Linked DNA regions of Xenopus laevis: region 1 is linked to region 2. Evidence: chromatin contacts called from public Hi-C data. All regions are on one chromosome and are shown on one strand. The core of a region is the stretch at or near the end of the contact, and the rest is flanking DNA. Distances in the headings are between cores, read along the strand shown.

Region 1 (6,880 bases), core at 2,422-4,921, 55 kb before region 2:
TCAGGCAGGCTGTGCCATATTATAGGGCCCCACTCAGTGACCCAAATAAACCATCATGTCTGTCACTCAGCAACCACCTCCTTCCTCCATTTACTCCTTCACCTTCCACTTGTCTCAACTCCCCCAGAAAAATGTTCTCAATGCCCCTTCCTTTTTTCTGCACAGGCCCCTGTATTCCAGGAATTTCCAGCACTTCCCAATGAAGCCCCATTTTTCTCTGGCTCGTCTAGGCTCCCTAATAAGATCAATTCTCAGCCCCTACTCTCCCTTACATTCCCATTAGTACTGACTAAACATTTTCCCGCCTTTAGTACCTTTTCTCTCGGCCTTCCTCAACAGTGTTGCCAAACAGGGCACTTTACCCTCAGCAAAGATGGCCACTGCCAACCAAGCGATAGCGGTGAAGGATGTTGACAGGCGGGACAACCTTTCAGTCACTCCCTTCCTTCTCTACAGAAGCTCGCGGTGACCATCTTTGTTGCGGGCACCATGTCAACACACCACTTGCGCACGCGCAATAGAAAAGCTTTACTTTAACATCATGGGGAAACGGTGCGAGTTTGGCAGTGACGTTTTTCATTCAAAGTAGTCTGAAACCCTCTCGCACTTCATCTCGTGTGATATTCCTATCCATCAGAACGTCATCGATTAAATCATTTTGCAATTTAAGGACTGACCCAGCGGCTAGAAAGCTGAATGCGTTCGCAATGCATTATGGTACGTGTAGTTTTTGCTACGCCTGCCTCTATTGCAAGTGGCTATGTGGCGGGAGAAGGCGGACTGCGGCTCCCAGGTAACACCGCGGTGAGGTTCCCATAGTAACTCAGAAAGCGTACAGACACCGGGGGAGGAGCAGCTATGGTGCAGGATTACTATTTGGTGCTGGAAATTGCTCGCTGTGCGGGGGACGCCGACATTAAAAAGTCGGAAGGGACCCCAATAAATGCAACTAGCAGTCTGTGTATTGACCTAACAGTTATAGACATCCCAGTGTATTCTCTGGTACAGTCATTGTATAACTCCAGTGTCTGCAGAAAAACCCTAATGTCACTTACTGGAGATAATAAACTGTAGTCAGTGAGTCACCGAATGTACTAACTATAGTGACATAGATAAAGTACAGAGAGGAGCAACTAAACTGATAAAGGGAATGGAAGGGATCAGTTACGGGGAAAGACAAGTTGTGATTGGTTACACTGGAGAAGAGACAGTTAAGGGGGATATGATCACTATATATAAATATATAAGGGGGATATGATCACTATATATAAATATATAAGGGGATATGATCACTATATATAAATATATAGGGGGATATGATCACTATATATAAATATATAAGGGGGATATGATCACTATATATAAATATATAAGGGGGATATGATCACTATATATAAATATATAAGGGGATATGATCACTATATATAAATATATAGGGGGATATGATCACTATATATAAATATATAAGGGGGATATGATCACTATATATAAATATAAGGAGGATATGATCACTATATATAAATATATAAGGGGATATGATCACTATATATAAATATATAAGGGGGATATGATCACTATATATAAATATATAAGGGGGATATGATCACTATATATAAATATATAAGGAGATATAATCACTATATATAAATACATAAGGGGGACATGATCACTATATATAAATATATAAGGGGGTATGATCACTATATATAAATATATAAGGGGATATGATCACTATATATAAATATATAAGAGGGATATGATCACTATATATAAATATATAAGGGGGATATGATCACTATATATAAATATATAAGGGGGATATGATCACTATATATAAATATATAAAGGGATATGATCACTATAGTGCACTGCAGGCAGTGTGTTCCCGCTCTCCTTCATAACAAAACTCAATCTTTCTTCTTCCTCTAACCAGTGTGGAAAAAAGCGCCTATGATAAGTTTAGAGAGGAAGGTCCCCCTGAGTTGGGAGGAGAGGAGGAATGGACTTCTGGTTATGTGTTTCATGGGAATCCAGACAGAACCTTCAACTAATTCTTAGTAGGAGACAATCCCTTTGCAGGTATCAGGAGGAACATGTTTAGACTAAAGCATAGGACTTGTGTTGTGTTCAACCCCATTATCCAGCCTCGGCCCCAGAGCAGCCAGTCAGAGACTTCCTATAGTGCACTAATATCAGTCATTTATTGGGGACCCCCCCCATGCATTCCCACCCAGGCCATTGACTCCCATGCATTCCCACCCACCCATCTTGCCCTACTGTCTCTATTTGTCCTGCTGTCTCCATGGAGAATCATCTACAGAAACCCACTTTTGTCACTGGGGACCCAAATAAGTGAAAGATTTTTGTCCCTCCCCATTCCATACTGTACAGTCATTAATAATTGTTTTGGCCCCCTATAATACTGTCTGGGCTCCATTGATTGGCTGCCCTGTATAAAATCCCTATATAATGATGCACCAGATTACTGGCAAACACATTAGTATTAGGGCTTTAGTTGTCCTACACACAAACCCCCCAATGATATTAGTCTCCATGTTTGATCATTATAGTAATTAAGCAGTAATTAGTCATTATCACTGGGGTCAGCCTGTTACATTTAGGTGAGGGATTGTTGCTCTGCATGGGATTGGCTGTTTGGGTCCCATGACTTGTTCATCCAAGTGGCCAAGAGAGAGTTGCGCCTATGTGTTACATTAACATGTTATGATATATTCGCTCCCGATGGTTCTGATGTGAATACTGGATTTAGAGGTATGTGGGGGAGAGGAGTGAAAACCCAAGACCCACGCATCGAGTGGGATCTCTTCCTCTCACTGGAGGATATCATGCCGGGCATAACATGGATACCATATGGAAATTAAATCCTGCCCCTTTAGCCTACATTCTACCCTTCCCCCACCCATGCTGGTCACTGTGCCTTTAAATCTTATAACCTCACACACAACAGCCATGTTATAATGTTAGACAAATATTGTCACAATCAAATGTCCCAGAGTTGTAAGTATGGCCCCAGGCTGCTGGGAGTTGTAGTTTAATAGGGCTGAGGCCATTTTTTCTGTGACCCTGAGCCTTACTGTATGAATATTAATTAGTACCAGTGGCTAATTGGTGCTACTGTGTTTCTTAGGTAATGAACAACGACGGACTCACCTCCAGCATCCGGGACAAGATCCTATCAATAGACGTGCAGCCGGGAAGGCACTAAAATTACTTTCCAAAATGAATGTGACCAGGTGAGAACATTTAACCTGAAACTGTTGCCCAATCTCCACTCATTGGCTTTATACATCAGCCACAGGGTTGGCGGCTTTGCAGCCAAATTGGGCCACTTATTTAAAGCCAAGGCAGGTTTTGCAAGTACAAACTAGCCAATGTATGGATTTGGGCTATTTGTGGGCCTTTGGCTGGTTTGTGCTTTGGAAAGCAGCCAATGTTTTTCTTGCACTAATGTGCCAAGCCTGTGTCTCCCAATGCATGCTGGGTAATGTAGTTTTTGTTTCCCAACTGTCAAGTTTAATGTAAGACTACAATACCCAGTGTGCAATGGGACTGCCTTGTGTAGTTACCAGATATTGGGCTCTGTACCCCAGTCTCCCTTCCCTCTGAAGCATTCTCACATTTTCAGGTGACTTTCCTCAATTTCAGACAATTTTGGGGCAAAAATCTACTGGTCACCAAAATGTCTAGAGGTTGAGCTGTTTTGTTAATATTTATTGAAATTGTTTATGTATTAGGGGCCCCTATACCTACTGGGCCCCTCTGTAGTTATGACCCCTGGTGACGGCCTAATCTGTCCCAATTTGCTTCATGGAAAAATTTGTGAATCAGTGAAATTTTGAAAAATATTTTCACATATTTTTTAAGACATTTTTTTTACTGCACATATTGGGCTATTTTGGGCTCCTTTTGAAGTGCCTCTTGGCTAGTTTTGGGCTGGTTTTGAAAATGAGACCTGGCAACCTTGATCAGCCAATAGGAGCTGTGATACACGACATGAGTCGGCAGCGCAGTAATGAATGCGACATTTTGTAGGGTCCCAACCTTATTCCAGCAGACATCATATTCATTGTGAGGGAGAAGCCTCATCCCAGATTTAAAAGGCAAGGCAATGACTTGTTCTACACGGCCGACATCCAGCTTGGAAAGATAAGGGGCTGAGGTTAGTGGAGCATTGTATGTGTGTCACGTGATTAGGTTGAAGATGAAAACAAGCTAAAGATGAACTTTCCCTTTAAATGTTGTCGCCTGCTGAGCCTGACCAATTTATTATTATTATTATGATAATAAAGTACAATAGTATTATAGGTACGTGTGTAACGAGTGCTACAGAATAAATATATACTGTATATATTGCTGTTTTGTGTTTCAGGCACTGAGAGGCTGCATGTTGGAAGTGGAGACTTTGCATGAGAGACTGTTAAATATTCCTATTAATGATATAGTTCAGTAAGTAGCACCCCACCCAGATTTTCCTTGGACCCAATGCAGGGGGCCCCCCGATATTTCTGCATGGCCTCACCCCTAATCTGCCCAACTCTTTGGTAAACCCCTACTCCCAGCCGTGCCCCATAAAGAAGTCCTACCTATCTGACCCTGATGCAGAAACGTACATGTTCCCCCATTGTGACCTCCACACTAGTCATGTACTGGCCCAAAACCCACAGGTTAATCCAGCAGGATCAGTTGTACCTACTCCTAGAGCAGCTCACAGGTCGTATTTGGCTCAAGCCATTCCCCAACCTCTCAAAGCCCACTACAGACATAACAAATCAGCTGGGGCACTTCACCTTTAATTTCACAAGTATGTTATAGAATGGCTAATTCTAAGCAACTGTGCTGTTTATACCTTATCTGATGGCATTGTAATATTCGGTTGTATGCATTAATATTGGTTTAGCTCAGGGGTGTCCAAACTGCGGCCCGAGGGCCACATGCGGCCCAGGATGCATATGAATGCGGCCCAGTTTGGTTCCCGAGGAGAAAGGAGGAGGGAGGACTCTGCCCATTCCCCAGTTAGTAATAATAATATAATAATATGTCTTATTTATTATCCAGGTTTCCCATATTCCAGTGTATAGCTCCATCTAGTTATCCAACTGGCATTGTAGTTCTTTTCTGTGTATTTCCTTTACTTTTACAAATCAAACCTGTTTGTGTATTTCATGTGTGGCCCCCTCATATTTCTTCTTTTTCCAATGTGGCCCGGCGAGCCAAAAGTTTGGACACCCCTGGTTTAGCTGTTATGTGCTGCCACCTAGTGGACCAATTTAGGATAGCTGCGCACATGTTAATTAGACTTGTCATTCAAGGTTAAGCCTTCCCACTAAAGTTCACAGGAAGTAGAGGAGAATCCATTTTGAGCTCACACAGACTGCTCACAAGCAGAGGGACAGACCTCCTTAGGATCTTTCACTTTTACACAGGTTACATAACCGTCAGTAAGTAAGATGATATGTTTCCTGTATGTGTTTACATGTGTGTATATGCTGTACAGGTTGTGATGCATGTTATTATGTTTTACAGTTTTACAGAAGAATAATAAAATAAGAACCCATATAAGGATAAAGCATTCAAGTTTATTCAACTCACAGAGCATTCTGAGTATTCTTTGCTGAGTCTTATGTGGAGTGTGTTAAGCTGGCTGGTTAACCTATATTACGCAAAGGCACAGTATAGTGTGGAAACAGTACAGTAACTTTCCAATTGCTCTTTATATTTAAAGTTTTTGAATGATTTGCCACCTTCTTCTGACTCTTTCCAGCTTTCAAATGAGGGGTCACTGACCCCATCTAAAAAACAAATGCTCTGTAAGGCTACAAATGTATTGTTATTGCTACTTTTTATTCCTCCTCTTTCTATTCAGGCCTCTCCTATTCATATTCAGTTCAAAACAAAGGAGATGGTTGTTGACTTTAGGAAGACTAGGAGTGACCCCCTGCCACTGTACATTGACGGATAAAATGGATGAAACTCACTCTTGACTTGACTTCATGGTTGCTAATGTTATTTGGCCCCTAGCAACCAGATGGCTGAAATTGCTGGAGAACTGTTGAATAAAAAGCTAAATAACTGAAAAACCACAAATAATAAAAAATGAAAACCAATTGCAAATTGTCTCAGAATATCCCTCCTTACATCATACGAAGTTATTTTAAAGGTGAACGACCCCTTTAGCCTTTATTATGATGCAGAGGGACGGTTTGCAATTGGTCTTCATTTTTATCTTATTATTTCTGGTTATTTCACTTTGTTTAGCTGTGCTCCAGTGGTCCTAGGCCCACTGAAGAAAATTCACTTTACATGAGCAGAATATTAGCATAAAGCAGGGATCCTCAACCTTTTTACCCGCGAACCACATTCAAATGTAAAGAGAGTTGGGGAGCAACACTAGCATGAAAAGGGTCCCTGGGGTGCCAAATAAGGGCTGTGATTGGCTGTTTGATGGCCCCTACGTAGACTGACAGCCTTCAATAGACTCTGTTTGGCAGTACATCTGGTTTTTATACAACCAAAACTTGCCCCCAAATTGAAATTGAAAAATAATCACCTGCTTTGTGGCCACTGGGAGCAACATCCAAGGGGTTGGGGAGCAACATGTTACTCCTGAGCTACTGGCATAATAGGACCGGGATTGTTTGCAGCTGACAAATGCCACTTAGCGGCCTATTTATTATGCTGGGTAAAAAAAAGTGGAGTGAAGCATCACCAATCAGCAATTAGAAAACAAAAGCAAAGATCTCATTGGTTGCTAACTGTTAATCTTTGAGCAACATCACTGGTAATGCTTTTTATTTTTTTTTCTTAGGGGCAAATTTACTTAAGGTCGATTATCGAGGGTTAATTAACCCTCGATATTCGA
Region 2 (7,023 bases), core at 2,764-5,263:
TATGGAAGCAACTCCCCGCACATACAGTCTATTCTATGGAAGCAACTCCCCGCACACACAGTCTATTATGTACAAGAGACAGGACTTGTTATTTACGAATTGGCTAACATCTTCTTCTGACCCAGATACTCAAGTCTGCAATTACCTGTGTTGAGACGGCGATATCTGATAAGAGACTGGCGCATAATCTGGATTAGATTGAGCATATATCTGATATAGAGATGAGCTATATCTGATAGAGACTGGCGCATATATCGGAATAGAGACTGGATATTCGGGATATAGAGACTGGAGCATATACTGGATATAGAGACTGGCGCATATATCTGGATATAGAGATTGGCATATATCTGGAATAGAGCTGGCGCATATATCTGGAATGAGATTGCATATATCTGGATATAGAGACTGGCGCATATATCTGGATATAGAGACTGGAGCATATATCTGGATTAGAGATTGAGCATATATTGGATATAGAGACTGGCGCATATATCTGGATATAGAGACTGGCACATATATCTGGATATAGAGACTGGCGCATATATCTGATATAGAATGGGCATATATCTGGATATAGAGACTGGCGCATATATCTGGATATAGAGATTGAGCATATATCTGGATATAGAGACTGGCGCATATATCTGGATATAGAGACTGGAGCATATATCTGGATATAGAGACTGGCGCATATATCTGGATATAGAGATTGGGCATATATCTGGATATAGAGATTGAGCATATATCTGGATATAGAGATTGAGCATATATCTGGATATAGAGACTGGCGCATATATCTGGATATAGAGACTGGCGCATATATCTGGATATAGAGACTGGAGCATATATCTGGATATAGAGACTGGCGCATATATCTGGATATAGAGATTGGGCATATATCTGGATATAGAGACTGGCGCATATATCTGGATATAGAGATTGAGCATATATCTGGATATAGAGACTGGCGCATATATCTGGATATAGAGACTGGAGCATATATCTGGATATAGAGATTGAGCATATATCTGGATATAGAGACTGGCGCATATATCTGGATATAGAGACTGGCACATATATCTGGATATAGAGACTGGCGCATATATCTGGATATAGAGATTGGGCATATATCTGGATATAGAGACTGGCGCATATATCTGGATATAGAGATTGAGCATATATCTGGATATAGAGACTGGCGCATATATCTGGATATAGAGACTGGAGCATATATCTGGATATAGAGACTGGCGCATATATCTGGATATAGAGATTGGGCATATATCTGCATATAGAGACTGGCGCATATATCTGGATATAGAGACTGGAGCATATATCTAGATATAGAGACTGGCGCATATATCTGGATATAGAGACTGGCGCATATATCTGGATATAGAGACTGGCACATATATCTGGATATAGAGACTGGCGCATATATCTGGATATAGAGATTGGGCATATATCTGCATATAGAGACTGGCGCATATATCTGGATATAGAGACTGGCACATATATCTGGATATAGAGACTGGCGCATATATCTGGATATAGAGATTGGGCATATATCTGGATATAGAGACTGGAGCATATATCTGGATATAGAGACTGGCGCATATATCTGGATATAGAGATTGAGCATATATCTGGATATAGAGACTGGCGCATATATCTGGATATAGAGACTGGCGCATATATCTGTGTATAGAGACTGGCGCATATATCTGTGTATAGAGACTGGTCAAATATCAAGCCTTCAAACAAATAATCCCAAACCAAAAACCTGTGATTAAGGCTTAGCCTATACCTGCTCATAGAAGATAAAGCCCTACCTGTACTGAATGATCTTATATGGGAATTCTTTGTTCCCCTGATTTGTTCAACTGCAACTCACTGCTGCATCAGACTGACAGCCTTTAGGCTGACTATCCCTGGGGAGTTAGCATGATGTTCGTGGATGATAAATGGGGTGCAGTCCCTCCAACTGCATCAGTATGGGGCAAATAAAAGCAATCCCCCCAGTCACACCTGGTCAGACATGAACTATTACATAGGGTGAGGGTTGCATTGGGCCGCGGGTGCCGTTCTCTACCAATAGGTCTGTCTAGGGATCAGTTGATTGGATTGAGATCACCAACTACTTAAACCTCAGATATACAAACAAATCAAACTGCCAGTTATGCTGCTGACTGCACTGGTTTTTGTACAGACAAGAAAACAAGATGCATCTAAATGAAATTCTAGTTCCAAGTGGCCATTTATGTCTGTGTCTCCTGTAGTCGGAGAAACAGCCAGGACTGGACGAAGGCTGCTGGGAGTTGAAGTTCAGACCAGTCAGGGATCAGCAGGGCTGGAATATGGAGCTGCCATTGACCAATATTTCTGTCTGTTCCCAAGGCTGCGGTTACACAGCAAACAAGCAGCTAAATTCAGCCCAAGACACAGCAACGTCAGCTGGACTGAACCGGTTCCAAGTTCTCTCTCTTCTGAACTTTGTACTTCATGCGGGGGACACTCCCCAGTCACAAGAACTGTCACATTATTATGTAACTGCCATCTGCTCTTGTCTCACTGTCTCCTCTGCAACCATACGGTGTCTCCTCTGTACCCCAACTCTACTGTCTCCTCTGTACCCCAACCCTACTGTGCCTCCTCTGTACCCCAACTCTACTGTGTCTCCTCTGTACCCCAACTCTACTGTGTCTCCTCTGTACCCAAACCCTACTGTCTCCTCTGTACCCCAACTCTACTGTCTCCTCTGTACCCCAACCCTACTGTGCCTCCTCTGTACCCCAACTCTACTGTGCCTCCTCTGTACCCCAACTCTACTGTGTCTCCTCTGTACCCCAACCCTACTGTCTCCTCTGTACCCCAACTCTACTGTCTCCTCTGTACCCAACCTACTGTCTCCTCTGTACCCCAACTCTACTGTCTCCTCTGTACCCCAACCCTACTGTCTCCTCTGTACCCCAACTCTACTGTCTCCTCTGTACCCCAACTCTACGGTGTCTCCTCTGTACCCCAACTCTACTGTGTCTCCTCTGTACCCCAACTCTACTGTCTTCTCTGTACCCAAACTCTACTGTCTCCTCTGTACCCCAACTCTACTGTGTCTCTTCTGTACCCAAACCCTACTGTGTCTCCTCTGTACCCCAACTCTACTGTCTCCTCTGTACCCCAACCCTACTTTGTCTCCTCTGTACCCCAACTCTACTGTGTCTCCTCTGTACCCCAACTCTACTGTCTCCTCTGTACCCCAACCCTACTTTGTCTCCTCTGTACCCCAACTCTACTGTATCCTCTGTACCCCAACTCTACTGTGCCTCCTCTGTACCCCAACTCTACAGTGTCTCCTCTGTACCCCAACTCTACTGTGTCTCCTCTGTACCCCAACTCTACTGTGCCTCCTCTGTACCCCAACTCTACTGTGTCTCTTCTGTACCCAAACCCTACTGTGTCTCCTCTGTACCCCAACTCTACTGTCTCCTCTGTACCCCAACCCTACTTTGTCTTCTCTGTACCCCAACTCTACTGTGTCTCCTCTGTCCCCCAACTCTACTGTCTCCTCTGTACCCCAACCCTACTTTGTCTCCTCTGTACCCCAACTCTACTGTGTCTCCTCTGTACCCCAACCCTATGGTGTCTCCTCTGTACCCCAACTCTACTGTGTCTCCTCTGTACCTCCTATGTACCCCAACTCTATTGTGTCTCCTCTGTACCTCCTATGTACCCCAACCCTACTGTGTCTCCTCTGTACCCCAACCCTATGGTGTCTCCTTTGCACCCCAACCCTGCTGCATCTGCTCTTGCCTCTTGTCTCGAGTTCATCAAACACAATATTGCAGATTGCTCTATATCACCTACCAAGCAGGGCATTGTAGCAAAGAAAATAACATGGTGACATTGGGGGGCTAGGCAATCCGGGGGCAGAGTGTGTAGAGACTGGGCAACAGCAGGTACATCAGCAGGTTCTATAGTGAGACGCACACATGCATGCAGAGAAGATGGGGTTAAACTGGCAGCTGAACAAGCAGGAACATTAACTTGTAGGATCAGCAACTTCTTTACTTTCTCCTCCAGCACCTGCTGTGAACTTGCAGAAGTGCAGCAGAAATGCAGAATAGAGCAGAAATGTGACCACAAGTCCATATATAACAGTGGCCCTATGACTGGCATGACTTCATCGTGTCCTTTTGGACCAGTACAGAACCACAGGACATTCAAAGCAATTCAGCTGTGGTGCATTGATCTCCTCTGGGCCCCATTTAGTGGTGCGGGGGCCTCTATCTCGAGTCATGAACTGCAGGCTGGAGTCAGTACTAGGGCTATACATTGCAGCCTTTCTATTGGTCTTTTTGTTCTGGTCAGCGTGTTGCCTTATTGATCTTTCCCATTCTTCCACCTACACCTAGGGGTGTATTTATCAAAGAATGAAGCTAAAGATCGCCTCAGTCCTTTAGAGTGAAATTCTGCCACTCTCCATTCATTTATAGCGGATTTCGAAACCAGTATTTATCAATGGGTGAAAGTGAAAGTTCATCCTTTGATAAATACGCCTTTCAAAATCCCATAGAAATGAATGGAGAGAGACGGAATTTCACTCTAAGGGCTGGGACACACTGGGCGATTTGGGGATATTTAGCCGCCTGGCGACTAATCGTTGCGACTTTTCTCCCGGAATGCCTCCCCTCGCTCTGCGCCTGGATAAAATGAAAAGTCGCCGGCGCTAATCACACACGGCGATTCGTTTTCCGAAGTCACCCAAAGTTGCCTCACGAGGAAACTTCGGGCGACTTCGGAAAACGAATCGTCGCATGTGATTAGCGCAGGCGATTTTTCATTTTAGCCAGGCGCAGAGCGAGGGGAGGCATTCGGGGAAGATTGGTTGTGGAAAGTTGCGGCAATTAAATCTCCCTAAATCGCCCAGTGTGTCCCAGCCCTAAAGGACTGTGGTGATCTCTAACTTCACTCATTGATAAATATACCCCCCAGAGGGTCCCCACCTATCAGTCACCCACATCTGGGCCTCTATACAGACTCTCTGTCCATCTTTATGGCAAAATACACAGTATGGCCGTTTCCTTGCCACACCTTTTGCCTTCTGCTCACTTGGTATTGATGAGAAAACTCTGCTTGGGAACAGATCAAGGCACCTGAGATCAGCAGAGTTCAAGGCACCCAATTCAGAGGAGTGGATCACAAAGGAGAGGAGGGTGCAGTTATTTAGGCGGAGCAATGTTTATTGTTACAGTCGTGCGTCGCTGATTCTCAGAAAAACATGTTGTGATCCTGCAGCTCAGACTGTACTTTGCCACCTACACCCCCAGACTGGCCCCATAAGTGGTAGGGCCTGATGGCAGTTGGGTGAAATTCACACCTGTTATTGACTGAATTCCTAAACACAGAAAACGCCTGGGGCTATAGGAAACTTTCCCAAGCATTTCAGCTATGTGCCCGACCTCTCTCTTCCTTATCTGCCCACTGTGATACCCACAACATCGTCCTATGGAGAGAATGGCAATAATGCAATACACAAGCACTGCCCAGGACACAAACACGGGGGGCACTGCCCTATGCATTTCATGCGCCGACATATAAACGGATCTTATTAAAGGGCAAGTTATGGACTGAATAAACATCCTTTGTTTTTATGCAAATACAGAATTTCGTGGCCCTTAACAGTGTTTATTAGGGCAGAGCCCTTTCTGGGTTGCTCAGTCCTCACATACACTGAAGGAGTGTGGCACATAGGCAGAAGATGGTTTTAGTTGGGGGGCCCAATAAAGGGGTGGAGCTACCACGCCCACTTTCATTATACCACGCCCACTTTAAGGCTTTAAATCTTGAGTGGTCTCAAATCAAACTGTGCGCACTCCGTACTGACTGTCTCCGTCTGGATAACCTGATCCCCAAAAAGTGAGGCACGTCTTACACCGCTGCGTCTCACCCTGGTTGCCTTGTGGATCTCTGCGTCTTGGCCCTCGACGCGTTGTTGAAAATGCTCGACAAATAAAAGGTTCCTTTTCCTTTCAATTAGCTGACTTTTACCTGGAAAAAAAACTGGTTTGAATTCCCCCCTTTAAAAGGCAGATAAATTTTACGGAAAAGTTCGCTGGCTGGCCGGCCAATTATGTTAAATATTAACATTTATATTTCACTATTAATCAACTCATAAATGAGTGTAAAGACTGAGTTCACACTTCTTGCTTTCTACAAACACGACTTTATTAAAAAGGCAAAATATAACAAATACAAACTAATACATTACTGGATAACACATCTGACAACTAATTATTATAGTTCTAAAACATACTAACTTTCTCTAAACTAGATCCAGGGGGGGCGGCAAATCTGCAGCAACCAATCAAATCAGATAGAAACATTATAAAGTGTCTCTTCCCCCTCTTATATTGTCCCTCGTAGGAGTCTCCATTGCGCAGTCTCGCCCTCCTGTACCCGTGCCTCTCGCCCGCCTCATTGCGCTCCCCCTCGTACTCCTGCAACACAATGTCATTGGATGATTAGAACTGGGGCCGCACCAAATACACAAACAAGTCCAAACACGAGTTTCAATATTAAAATGTAAGAAAAATGTTTAAAATATAATCCTGTCCCAGTATAACCCCCCCAGGTTCCAGTCCACAATATGCCCCCCTATACCCTGCTGTATCCCAGTTTATTCCACTAAATACCAGCACAGTGTATACCGGTATATTCTCATGTATATTTCCCACTATAACAACCTTTATACTGGTACATCCAACTCTGTTACATTATACCCATAATCTCCCTATATCCCAGTGTATTCACTAATATCCCAGTCCACAAAATCCCATTTTATTCCAATATATCCAGAATATCCCAGTATATCCCAGTATACCCCATAATTCCCATTACATTCAAGTATATCCCAGTACATCTCCAGTATATCCCAGAAAAGCCCAGTATTTGTCAGAAAATCCCAGTACAATCTGGTACATACCAGCATATTCCAGTATATAGCAGCAAATCCTAATACAC

Evidence for each region. Hi-C and Micro-C count contacts between places; a contact is called where the count stands out from the background.
Region 1: a contact with region 2 is called in a Hi-C map of the XTC cell line, with 3 times the contacts expected there. A contact is called at or near these places in 2 of 4 Hi-C or Micro-C datasets (the XTC cell line and animal cap).

Annotation. Positions count from the first base shown.
Region 1 is chr2L:183,154,718-183,161,597 of Xenopus_laevis_v10.1, reverse strand. It overlaps LOC108707627 (zinc finger protein 250-like), which reads right to left and starts at 3,671. Exons shown (of 7, transcript XM_041582784.1): 1 at 3,172-3,671.
Region 2 is chr2L:183,099,876-183,106,898 of Xenopus_laevis_v10.1, reverse strand. LOC121400083 (a long non-coding RNA gene) reads right to left here. Exons shown (of 3, transcript XR_005965544.1): 2 at 6,321-6,500; 3 at 4,877-6,051. Among protein-coding and RNA genes, the nearest start is that of LOC121400083, 5.8 kb to the right of the region's middle.